3 separate regions of the Sus scrofa genome follow, and regions 1 and 2 are each linked to region 3. A link is a contact called in public Hi-C and HiChIP or PLAC-seq data. All regions are on one chromosome and are shown on one strand. Each heading gives the region's core, a stretch centred on a gene start, on an enhancer-like site or on the middle of the called end of the contact. The rest is flanking DNA. Distances are from core to core; before and after follow the strand shown.

Region 1 (3,208 bases), core at 218-2,717, 100 kb after region 3:
GCTCCTCCCCATCCTGTCCCTTTCCCCATGCCACGTCTGGCCCTGTTCACTCCTAGTGGCCTTGGGTGTTGGCCTCCCCACTGAGCTGGGGTTCCAAAGCAAGGTACACTCTCCTCTCCATTATTTGTGGCCAGGAAGCAGGTCGCAGACCAGGGGGATGCTGACTGAGGCCAGCAAAGAGCCACTGCCTGCACACTCTGTCTTTCCCTTGGGGCCCCATCCCAGAGTATGGACCAGTGACCCAGCTGAGGTGACTCTACCTGCCAACCCTGCTCAATAGGTGTGCCAGGATGGGGACTGTGCAGACCTGGGCCCTCCATACATCCCAGACAGGTCTGGTCTCTGTCTGGATTTTTCTTTCTTTTTTTAATAATATATATATTTTTAATTTTCAAGGAAACACTGTATGTATGTATGTATGTATGTATTTGTCTTTTTAGGGCAACAGCCACGGCATATGGAGGTTCCCAGGCCAGGGGTTGAATTGGAGCTGTAGCCACCAGCCTACGCCACAGCAACACGGGATCCAAGCCGCATCTGCGACCTACACCACAGCTTACGGATCCTTAACTCACTGAGCGAGGCCAGGGGATCAAAACCGCAACCTCATGGTTCCTAGTCGGGGTTCGTTGACCACTGAGCAACGATGGGAACTCCTGGATTTTTCCACCTCAGAATTGAGGCCGGTTGAGAAAGAAGGTCCTGGCAGGAGGCCCATTGTCCAGGTAACTCGGCCTGTGTTTATGACTGCCTTCTGCAGAGACCTACCCCAGGCCCGACTCTGAATCCTGGGTTAATGACAGGCTCCAGAAGTGAGGGGACATAGAGGGGTGTGCCCTGGCCTCCTCTTCTACAGGGCTGTGGCATGGGCAACCGTGCCTTACATGGATTGGAGCTGGCCAGGCAAGCAGGACAGGGCAGGGTGAGCAGCGGAGAGACTGGAGGACCTCCTGACCACATCTCCCTTCCCACAGGTGAGACTAGGGACTCTGGAGCAGAATGCTGCACAGGGAGGAAGACAGAGGGGTGAGCCACAGATCCAGGCTCTGCCTTTTGGAAGTTTGGGTCTGAAGACACAGGAAGAGGGCCGTTCGGGAAAAGGGGAACAGGCCCCCTCCCTGCACATAGGTCAGGTACGTCTTGAAGGACAGTGCGGATTACCGAGCAAAGGTCGAGGGTGAGGAAGTGCTGGTGAGAGGGAACAGCAGTGTGCAGCGGTCGGGGACGAAGAAGAGGGCAGGCCGCCGCGGCAGGCGTCCAGCTCGGGGAAACTGAGGAATTTCACGGTGGGGGTGGGGAGGCCGGAGGATGTCCCCTCAGGCTGCTTCAGGAGAGCTCTTGACGTCCAGCGTGAGCAGCCTGCCGACCCGGGGGGCGGGCGACGGAGGCTGCGCCGGCCGAACACCGAAGGTTGAGGGTACTGGCAAGGTCGGTCTCAGACCTAATGAGAGGGCCGAACGCATGCGCGGGTTCGCGTCGAAGTGGGCGCGCCGTGACGCCACCAGCGCACGCCGCCGGGCTTCCGGGAGCGTGCGGCCCCGCCCCCGCTGGCCTCAGCTCCCACCCGAGTCCCAGGTTCCCAGCCCGTGGGTCCGAGTCTTCCCTCATGAACGGGCCCAGGAAACATGCTGTGTGTCTCCGGACCTCCGAGGCTGGAAACTGAGCTGTCCTGGCAGTCTGAGGCTTTTAGCCGTCGGCCTGCGGGCTCAACCTTCCTCCGCGGCAGGGCCTTGGTAAAAGTTGCGGCAGTGTCTATCTCCCCCACTACAGCGCTGAAGGCGGCGGCGGGGGGGCGGGGGGCGTGGGCTCTGGGGTGTGGTCAGCCTGGAGGGTCTGCAGGGGTTGACTGGCCGGCTGGCCCTCAGCTTGAGGGGTGGGCCATTGCAGGCTGCTGAGCAGAGGCGCTGTGATGGCCCATAAGTGGAGGTCACCTCAGATGACACTCCTCTGTTTGAGTGGGGCCTCCGGGCGAGGCTGGGCCAAAGGAAGGGTGAGTGGGAGGTGGGTGTGGCCGGCTGGCCCGCCAAAGAGACAAAAGTGACAGGCGTTGGGCATCAAGGCCTGGCACAATCTGAGCAGAGAGGAGTTGTTACCGTCGTGGCGCAGCCAAAACGACTCTGACTAGGAACCATGTGGTTGTGGGTTCGATCCCTGGCCTCGCTCAGTGGTTTAAAGGATCCGATATTGAGCTGTGGTGTAGGGTGCAGTCGCGGTTCGGATCTGGCGTGGCTGTGGCGTAGGCGGGCAGCAACAGCTCCGACTAGACCCCTAGGATCCTCCATATGCAGCCGGTGCTGGCCCTCAAAGGACCAAAAAAACCTCTGAGCAGAGGGGAGGTTCTCAGGGGTATTTGCCAGGTGGGTGTGGGAGGAGGGGAGCTACAAGGCTACAGGCATCACCCAGTTGCTTGGCCTGTGCCACGTTTTGTCCACAATCTACTGTCTGCATCTCCTCTGGTCCCTGTTCCCAGACTTTGAGGAGGCAAGTGTTCCCCAGACCCCCTGATTCTGTGCCTTTACAAATATCTGGTCCAGGGAATCTGAGAACATGTAGAAAGTAGAGGGTCAGCCAGGAAAACACTCTGGCATTCTCAGCTCAGATTGTTTGTTGTGTAGGCTGAGGGTACAGCTGGAAAGACAGAATTCTTTTTGTTGGCTAAAAGGAGACAGACCCATTTGCTAGGAGTGGCTTAATGTGTGTAATTAGCTGATTGCCATGTATCACCCACATAAGGACATGGAGAAACCCAGGGGATTCCTGTACGGTAGTGGGTGAGCAGGGCTCACCCATGGGAATGAGGACCTCTGCTCTGCTTCCTGTTGGAAGATCTCCCCACATCATTCTGCCACTGCCCCCAGGGCTGCAAGGACAAGGGTCCACCAACCTGCAGCCATCAATATCTTGGTTAAATGCAGCTGTGCTCATCACAAGCAAGCTCCTTCCTGGGCATAGGAGACCTGGCCCCTGCAGCAGCCCCTTCCCTCCAAGAACTGAAGCGCCCCCGCCCCGCCCCCACCTATTCAGGCTGCTGTGAACAGGCAGGGGGGTGGGGCAGGTGGTGCCTCTGTGCTGACAGTCCCAGGGTACGCAGATCCATCTCAATAAGCTTTTCTGGCTGGGCTTCTGCTGTCCACGTGGTGCTGTGTGGTACAAGGAAGGGGCTCTGGGAGCTACTCGGGCTCCCTACCCCTCCTGAGTATAGGTCCCC
Region 2 (3,247 bases), core at 152-2,651, 66 kb after region 3:
AGAATTCGACCCTGGTGGGGACCTGCACAATGCTGTGCTCCCTGCCTGCGAGGACACACCTGGGTCCTATGGCACTCACACAAGACAGCCCTTGGCACTGCATGGACCCCCTCCTCCATTAAGAAAAAGCCTTTTTTTTTTTGTCTTTTCTTGAGCCACTCCTATGGCATATGGAGGTTCCCAGGCTAGGGGTTGAATCGGAGCTGTAGCCACTGGCCTACGCCAGAGCCACAGCAACTCGGGATGCAAGCTGCGTCTGCCACCCACACCACAGCTCACGGCAACGCCGGATCTTTAACCCACTGAGCAAGGGCAGGGATTGAACCCTCAACCTCATGGTTCCTAGTCGGATTCGTTAACCACTGCGCCACAACGTGAACTCCCTTTTTTTTTCTTTCTCTCTTCTTGTCTGTCATTTTTGGCCGCTCCACGGCATATGGAACTTCTGGACCAGGGATCAGATAGGAGCCACAGTACGACCCAAGCCGCAGCTTCAGCTACGCTGGATCTACCCACTGTGCAGGGCCGGGGATAGAGCCCGTGTCCCAAAGGCTCCCAAGACGCCGTCGATACCGTTGCGCCACAGCGGGAGCACCAAGAATCATGCTTTTCAACTGCATTGGTACAAAGTTGAATGAATTTATATGTACATATTACATTTACTTTTATCTAAAAGTTCAGGGCTTCTTCCTACTGATTTTCAAAGAAAACACTTTGGCAGGCCACTTAAAGCACCCGGTCTCTTGTTCCTGACGGATAAATCGGCCCTGTCTTTGGGGAATTGATTTTCTCGTTGAAGGAGATGGTCCGTCAGACACAGGTAGACTTGTCCGGGATCTTCCGGCTGCGGCAACCCCGACTCCCCACCACAGGCTTCCTCAGAAAACACACGCTCCCGGGGCCCTCCGAAAGCCTCTGGGGACCACAGACCAGGAGCACTCCCAGGGCCCAGCTCGGGGGCTCACAGGCCGAGCGACCGTGCAGACCAGATGCCCCGAGCCGCCCCCGCGACCCCCGGCCAGACCCCCACTGCTCTCGCTCCGGTCAAGCGCGGACGCGGGTCCACAGGCTCCCCAAGGTCCCGGCGCCGGCCCCGCGGGGTTCAGCCCCGCCCCCACCGCCGCTCACCTGGCCGCAGCGGTTCGGTGACCGTGAGCACCAGAAGGAAAAGCAGCAGGAAGGCGCCGCTGTCTGCCTTGGGCACCATTTATCCTCCGTTCATCGTCCCCGGGGCGGCCGCGCGACCCCACGGGGAGGCCGGGCCGGGCCGGGCCGGACGAGGACGCGGCGGGAAAAAGCTCCGGGAGGGGCGGAGGGACGCGCGCTCTCGGCCACAGCCTCGGGCTCCGACTCCAGCTCCGCGCAAGATGGCGGCTGTCCTGCTCGGTCCGCGCCGCCCCGCCCCCGCCCGCGACGCGGCGCTGGCCAATGAGCTCCGAGAAGGGCGTGGCCCGTGCCCTCCCAAGCGCAGTGTCCGAAAGGGGCGTGGCCCGAGGGCGGCCGGGGTTACGAAGTGTCAAGGGTACCATTGGCTGAGCAGAGAGGTTGTGTTTGGGGCGGAGCCTCAGCGGCGCGGCCTCCAAAGGGCCCGGATCCTAGGACGGGGGACAGGGGTGGTGGGGCCTAGATGACCGACACGGAAAGGGCGGGACGTTCATGGGCCGGCGCGGCCCGGGGGCGTGGCCTGAAGGGAGTGGGGCAGTGCGCAGGGGGAGCTAGTGGGACACCGAGGGTCTTCACACCTCTGGCACCAGATGGCCCAGGTCTCGTCAGCGGTCACAGAGTGCACCCCAAAGTGGTCTTTTTAAAGCGGAACCGCTGTGGAGTGGAATCTGGACTATCTATGAAGAGGTTCTGAAGGCGGTTCCACCGTGTAGGGAACATGCATGTGTGTGGCTTCCCCCGCACGCACAACTGAAATGTTTCAGAGGAGGAAGTAGCCTCAGGGAGGGTCACCAAGGAGAGGTGACAGGGAAGCCCAGATCCTAGTGACTGTGAGCAAAGCCGGCCTCTGGAGGAAGGGCCCTGCCTACACAAGGGGGGAGGCAGGGACGCTGGCACAACTGCTGCCACAGCAGGCCTGTGTGCATGGAGGGAAGCCAGTGGGGACAATACTCCAAGTGCTGGCCATGCACCTGTCATCGTGGGAGGGGACACAGCAGATGGGGTGTTCTCAGAGATAGGAAGGACCACCAGCCACGCACACAAGGCCTGGCCCAGGGTGTCGGGGCTGGGGAAGAGGGTGAGGATGGGAGCAAAGGCCAGATAGGGCCAAGGTTGGTAGGCACCCACCTGGCCCACCTCCAACCCCCCAGCTCACTCCAAGGAGCAGTTACCCTGAGCCCTTTCAGGGCATGCTCATCCTGAATGTCCCGGGATTCCAGCCAGGGACACTTAGAATCATCTGAGAGAAGTACCCACTCCCTGCAGATGCGTTTGACCAACATCAACCCCAAGACCAGACCAGACCTGCCTGCTCCTGTCTCCTCAGGGCATGGCCCAGAGAAGATGCTGGACAAAGGGGGCCCACAGCAGAGAGGCCCCACTACTGGTAGAAATGGCAGTCCCTGCCTAACACTGTCCTGTAGGCATGTCCTCAGGGAGCATTCCCCCAGCAGCTGCTGTACTGGATCCAGGCCCAGCCTTCTGCCCCCAGCCCCACACCTGCCCTGGGAGCCCAGCCAGGGCTACAGCTGGGAAGACCACCAGAAGGGAAGTCACAGTCAAGAGTAGAAAGCCCTACCAGCTGTCACCTCCAACCCCTGCAGAGCCACTGTCAGAGACCAGCAAAGTTTTGGATGAGAGCCATACAGGGAAGTGAAAAGTCCACCTAAACCATGCAGGGGGAGGGCAGAGCACCAGCTTCCTAAGCTGCAGTGACCACTGGGCCAGGAGTCCTTGCCCCTCCTGACCACCCCACCCGCCTTCTTGGTCTGCTGTGTGCCCAGCAGACTGCCTGCATGGACACTATCAAAGGCTTCTAGGTCAGGGACATCTCCCCAGCCCCTTCCCCATGGGCTCCTGAAGCCTCCACCTGAGATCACTGCTTCTCTCAAGGTGGCCCTCTCTGCCCTCTTCCTCCCAGGTCCTAGTGACCATCTGCCCTTCTTCCAGTTCTGCTACTACAACAGGGTTCCCTACCCTCTGCTCCATATCTGTAGCCCACCTCAGAGATCCCTAACTTGAGAGCGACTCCCATTTCCTACTGAGCCTCAGACTGATGGGACCATGTACATGCCCTGCATTT
Region 3 (3,470 bases), core at 548-3,047:
TCCCCCAGGTTTTTCTTTTAAGGCCTCAAGTCGGCTGCTGGGTACAGAGGAAAAGCACACAGGGAAATACACTCTACCCTGACTCTGACCCTAGCACAACAACCCGGTCCTTCAGCGGTTCCACATTCTCCTACCTAATTCCACCCCCAGAAAACTCCCCCAAACAAGGACCAATTGCCACAAACATCCCCTGGGCCGGCAAGTGAAGATGAGTGAGGTGATCTCATGAGAACCACTCAGAGCTCCCAGCACAGTGCTGGACAATGAACCCTCTCCTGGGCTGAATCAGGCTGGAAGGGATATTCATCTCGAGGGCACATCCAAGCGTCCCCCATACTCTCTTCCCACGCCAAGAGCTTCCTGAAGACTGGAGAGAAGGCTCCACGGTGGGGTGGGAGGTCCTTGAACGACTGAAGATCTCGGGCGGAAGAAAGATGCCAAATTTCTTCATAAAGAACATGTTCAAAGGAAGAAAAGAGCCACTCACCTCGGACTTGGCATCCAAGATACCCTGACCCAATTTATCTTCCGGCATCTCTTTGAGGAGAAGAGCAGGATCCTGAAAGGACGGAGCTGGAAAGGAGAAATGAGTCAGCGGGGCTCGGCTGAGCTACAGCCCCAGCAGCCCTGGCCCCGGGAGAATCAAGGGAGGTCAGGAACCACTCCGCAAATGAGAGCATCCGAACTACAGCACAGCCTGGTGCGGCATCTGGGTTAATTCTGCCACTCAGTGTCTCAGACATTCCAGTCACGGAGGAGAAACACCGCCGCTCCTTCCTCCTCCTCCGCGGGGATGCCCCAGTGAAGAGGCAGGAGTCGCGACCCCGTAGCGCGTCTAGGAACCCAGCCCGCCCCCTGAGCGCAAACCTGCAGGCCCACCGACACAACCTACCTGTCTCCCGGGGCTCCGGGGCCGGGGTCTCCATGGCGCCCTCTCTCGGCGGCCGCCGCTGGCGGGGGCTGGAGGGAGGGACAGGCCCGCTCCCAGGCTCAGGGCACCTCGCCGCAGCCCTGCAGGTTCAGCCCGCGACCCAAGGTCGGGGTCAGGCAGGCTCCGCAGGCGCCCCGGACCCGGGGCTACGATCGCGCCCCATCACCTGAGTGCCCCACGGCCTGTCACCCGCGCACCCGGCCCGCGCGGGCCGGCCAGGTCTCGGGCTCGGCCGCCCGGAGCCGGGAGTCTCGGGGGCGGCACACAGGCTCGGGGCGAACGGACAGAAAGACCCACAGACGACAGGCTACACGCGCGGCCGAGCCGACCCGCCTCCCACAAAAAGACAGCGGCCGCCACAAAGGAGCGCCTGGCCGCCGCCGCGGGGACGGGCGCCTGCGCGGACTCGGCGCGCACTGCAACTCCCGGGAGCCTTTGCGCTACGCAGGGGCGGACTCTATTTCCTAGAGGGCGCCGGGGCCGGAGCCGCTCTGACGTCAGACGTGGACGAGCGTATACCACAGCCTTCTGGGAAGTGTAGTTAAGGGGTCAAAATCTCTGCCCTTTGGCCCCGCCCCCTACCAATATTGCTGCAGAAGGCGCTTACATCTCGGCCCATGGGGTGTGTGGTGTGGTGTTTGTGTGACTGTCATGCGTGTGGTGTGCTTATGTGTGATGTGTGTGTGTGTGTGTGTGTGTGTGTGTGTGTGTGGTGTGTACTGCATCTGTTTATGTGATTCTTTTATGGTGGGTATGTATGGTGTGTGCATGTGATGCGTGTGTGGTATATTATATGTGTGTGGTGTGATGTATGGGTGGTGTGTGTGTGTGTGGAGGGGATGTGTGTCTATGTATGTAATGTGTGTGTGGTGTGTATACTGTGTGTCTGAGTGTGATTCTTGTGTGGTGGATATGTGTGGTGTGTTTGTGTGGTGTTTATATGTGTGTGGTTGGCATGGTGTCAGTGTGTGGTAAGTATCTCTGTTATATGTAGTGTGTGTGTACGTGATGTGTGTGTGGTGTGTTTCATGTGTGGTATGCGGGGGGGTTATATGTGGTATGTGTCCCAGTGTTTATATATGTGTGTCTGTGTATGTAGTGTATGTTCTTTGTGTCTGTGAGTGTGATTCTTGTGTGGTGGGTATGTGTGTGGCGGGGATGTTCCTGTGTGGGTGTGCTGGACTGCTGCATGTGGGTCTAATTGCGGGGTTTGGGGAGGGTAGTACCCAGGATTATGGATCATGCTGGTCAGTTTCTCAAGGTGACATCCATTTTTAATGACTCAGGCACCCCACCCTGGACACCAGAGGTAGTTGGTGGGCCCTCAAAGAATTTCCCACAGATTTTGCCCCTGCTGCCCCTTCTGCAACTGAGCACCTGGGGAGGAGGTGGTAGAGTCCCAGCCTACTCTCAGACCAGGTGGACTTGGCCCCATCCACCCCCAGGGGCTGTGGAAAGAGGTTGGGTGTAGGTGTGGACCCCTCCTTCACACAGTGCTCTAACACTGCCACCCTCCCTCCTGGCTTGGAGCCCAGATTCCACTTGGCTGTAAGCTGTGCTCAGGCAATGGTTAGCATTTTTTGGCAATAAATTATTTTTAAGGCATGTACATTTTTTAGATATAATGAATGCTATTGTACACTTAATATACTATAGTGTGAAAACAAATAACATTTATATGCATTGAGAAACCAAAAATCTGTGTGACTATTGTGGTATTAACTTTACTGCAACGGTCTGGAACCAAACCAGCAATATCTCCAAGGTATGCTTCTAGAGTTACCATATGATCCAACAATTCCACTTTTTTTCTTGGGCCACTCCCGCAGCATATGGAGGTTCCCAGGCTAGGGGTTGAATCGGAGCTGTAGCCACTGGCCTACGCCAGAGCCACAGCAACGCCGGATCCGAGCCGCATCTGCAACCTACACCACAGCTCACGGCAACGCCGGATTCTTAACCCACTGAGCAAGGGCAGGGATCGAACCCGCAACCTCATGGTTCCTAGTCGGATTCGTTAACCGCTGAGCCACGACAGAAACTCCTCCGCTTCTTAATATACATATCTATATACATACCTAAGATAAATAAAAACATACAATATTAGAGTTCCACTGTGGTGCAATGAGATGTGTGTGGCGGGGATGAAGCACTGTCTCTTCAGTTCCAGGACATAGGTTCCATCCTTGGCCCGGCATGGTATGTTAAAAGATCACAGGTTGCAACTGTGGCTCAGATCTGATCCCTGGCCTGAGAACACCATATGCCATGGGACAGCCAAAAATGAAAAACAAAAACAAAAACAACCATATGTCCTTACTAAAACTCGTGCACAAATATTTATAGCACTGTTATTCATAATAACCAAAAAGTGAAAACTCCCCGAAGGACCATCAAATGATGAATGGGTAAGTAAAATGTGGAATATCTACACAATGGAATAGTATTCCATAAAGTATTGATACATGCTGTCATAGATGGATCTGTTCTGGGGTGGTCAGGAGGATGTGGGCAGAACGGCATGGCCAGCTCTGTAGGT

Evidence for each region. A called contact is a pair of places that touch in the nucleus more often than the background predicts. HiChIP or PLAC-seq counts read pairs in DNA pulled down with a chosen protein or histone mark.
Region 1: a contact with region 3 is called in a Hi-C map of skeletal muscle, with 2.1 times the contacts expected there. The contact joins the enhancer-like site here to the promoter of ZNF74 in region 3. A contact is called at or near these places in 7 of 47 Hi-C or Micro-C datasets (liver, retroperitoneal adipose tissue, skeletal muscle and 1 more) and 1 of 2 datasets of contacts at active chromatin or transcription factors (alveolar macrophages).
Region 2: an H3K27ac HiChIP or PLAC-seq map of alveolar macrophages shows a contact between it and region 3. The contact joins the promoter of DGCR2 here to the promoter of ZNF74 in region 3. A contact is called at or near these places in 4 of 47 Hi-C or Micro-C datasets (brain, fetal heart ventricle, psoas muscle and 1 more) and 1 of 2 datasets of contacts at active chromatin or transcription factors (alveolar macrophages).

What each region holds. Positions count from the first base shown.
Region 1 is chr14:50,970,039-50,973,246 of Sscrofa11.1, forward strand. No RefSeq gene overlaps it. Among named protein-coding and RNA genes, the nearest start is that of SLC25A1, 5.9 kb to the right of the region's middle. Within about 2 kb of position 1,468, at least 72 of the 83 cell types and tissues checked have an H3K27ac peak or open chromatin away from gene starts, as enhancers often do. A contact at or near this core is called in alveolar macrophages, liver, retroperitoneal adipose tissue and 2 more, where this site is marked.
Region 2 is chr14:50,934,202-50,937,448 of Sscrofa11.1, forward strand. It overlaps DGCR2 (integral membrane protein DGCR2/IDD), which reads right to left and starts at 1,402. Exons shown (of 10, transcript XM_001929599.7): 1 at 1,129-1,402. The coding sequence starts at 1,207.
Region 3 is chr14:50,868,148-50,871,617 of Sscrofa11.1, forward strand. ZNF74 (zinc finger protein 74) reads right to left here and starts at 1,798. Exons shown (of 5, transcript XM_021073672.1): 1 at 893-1,798; 2 at 488-573. The coding sequence starts at 926.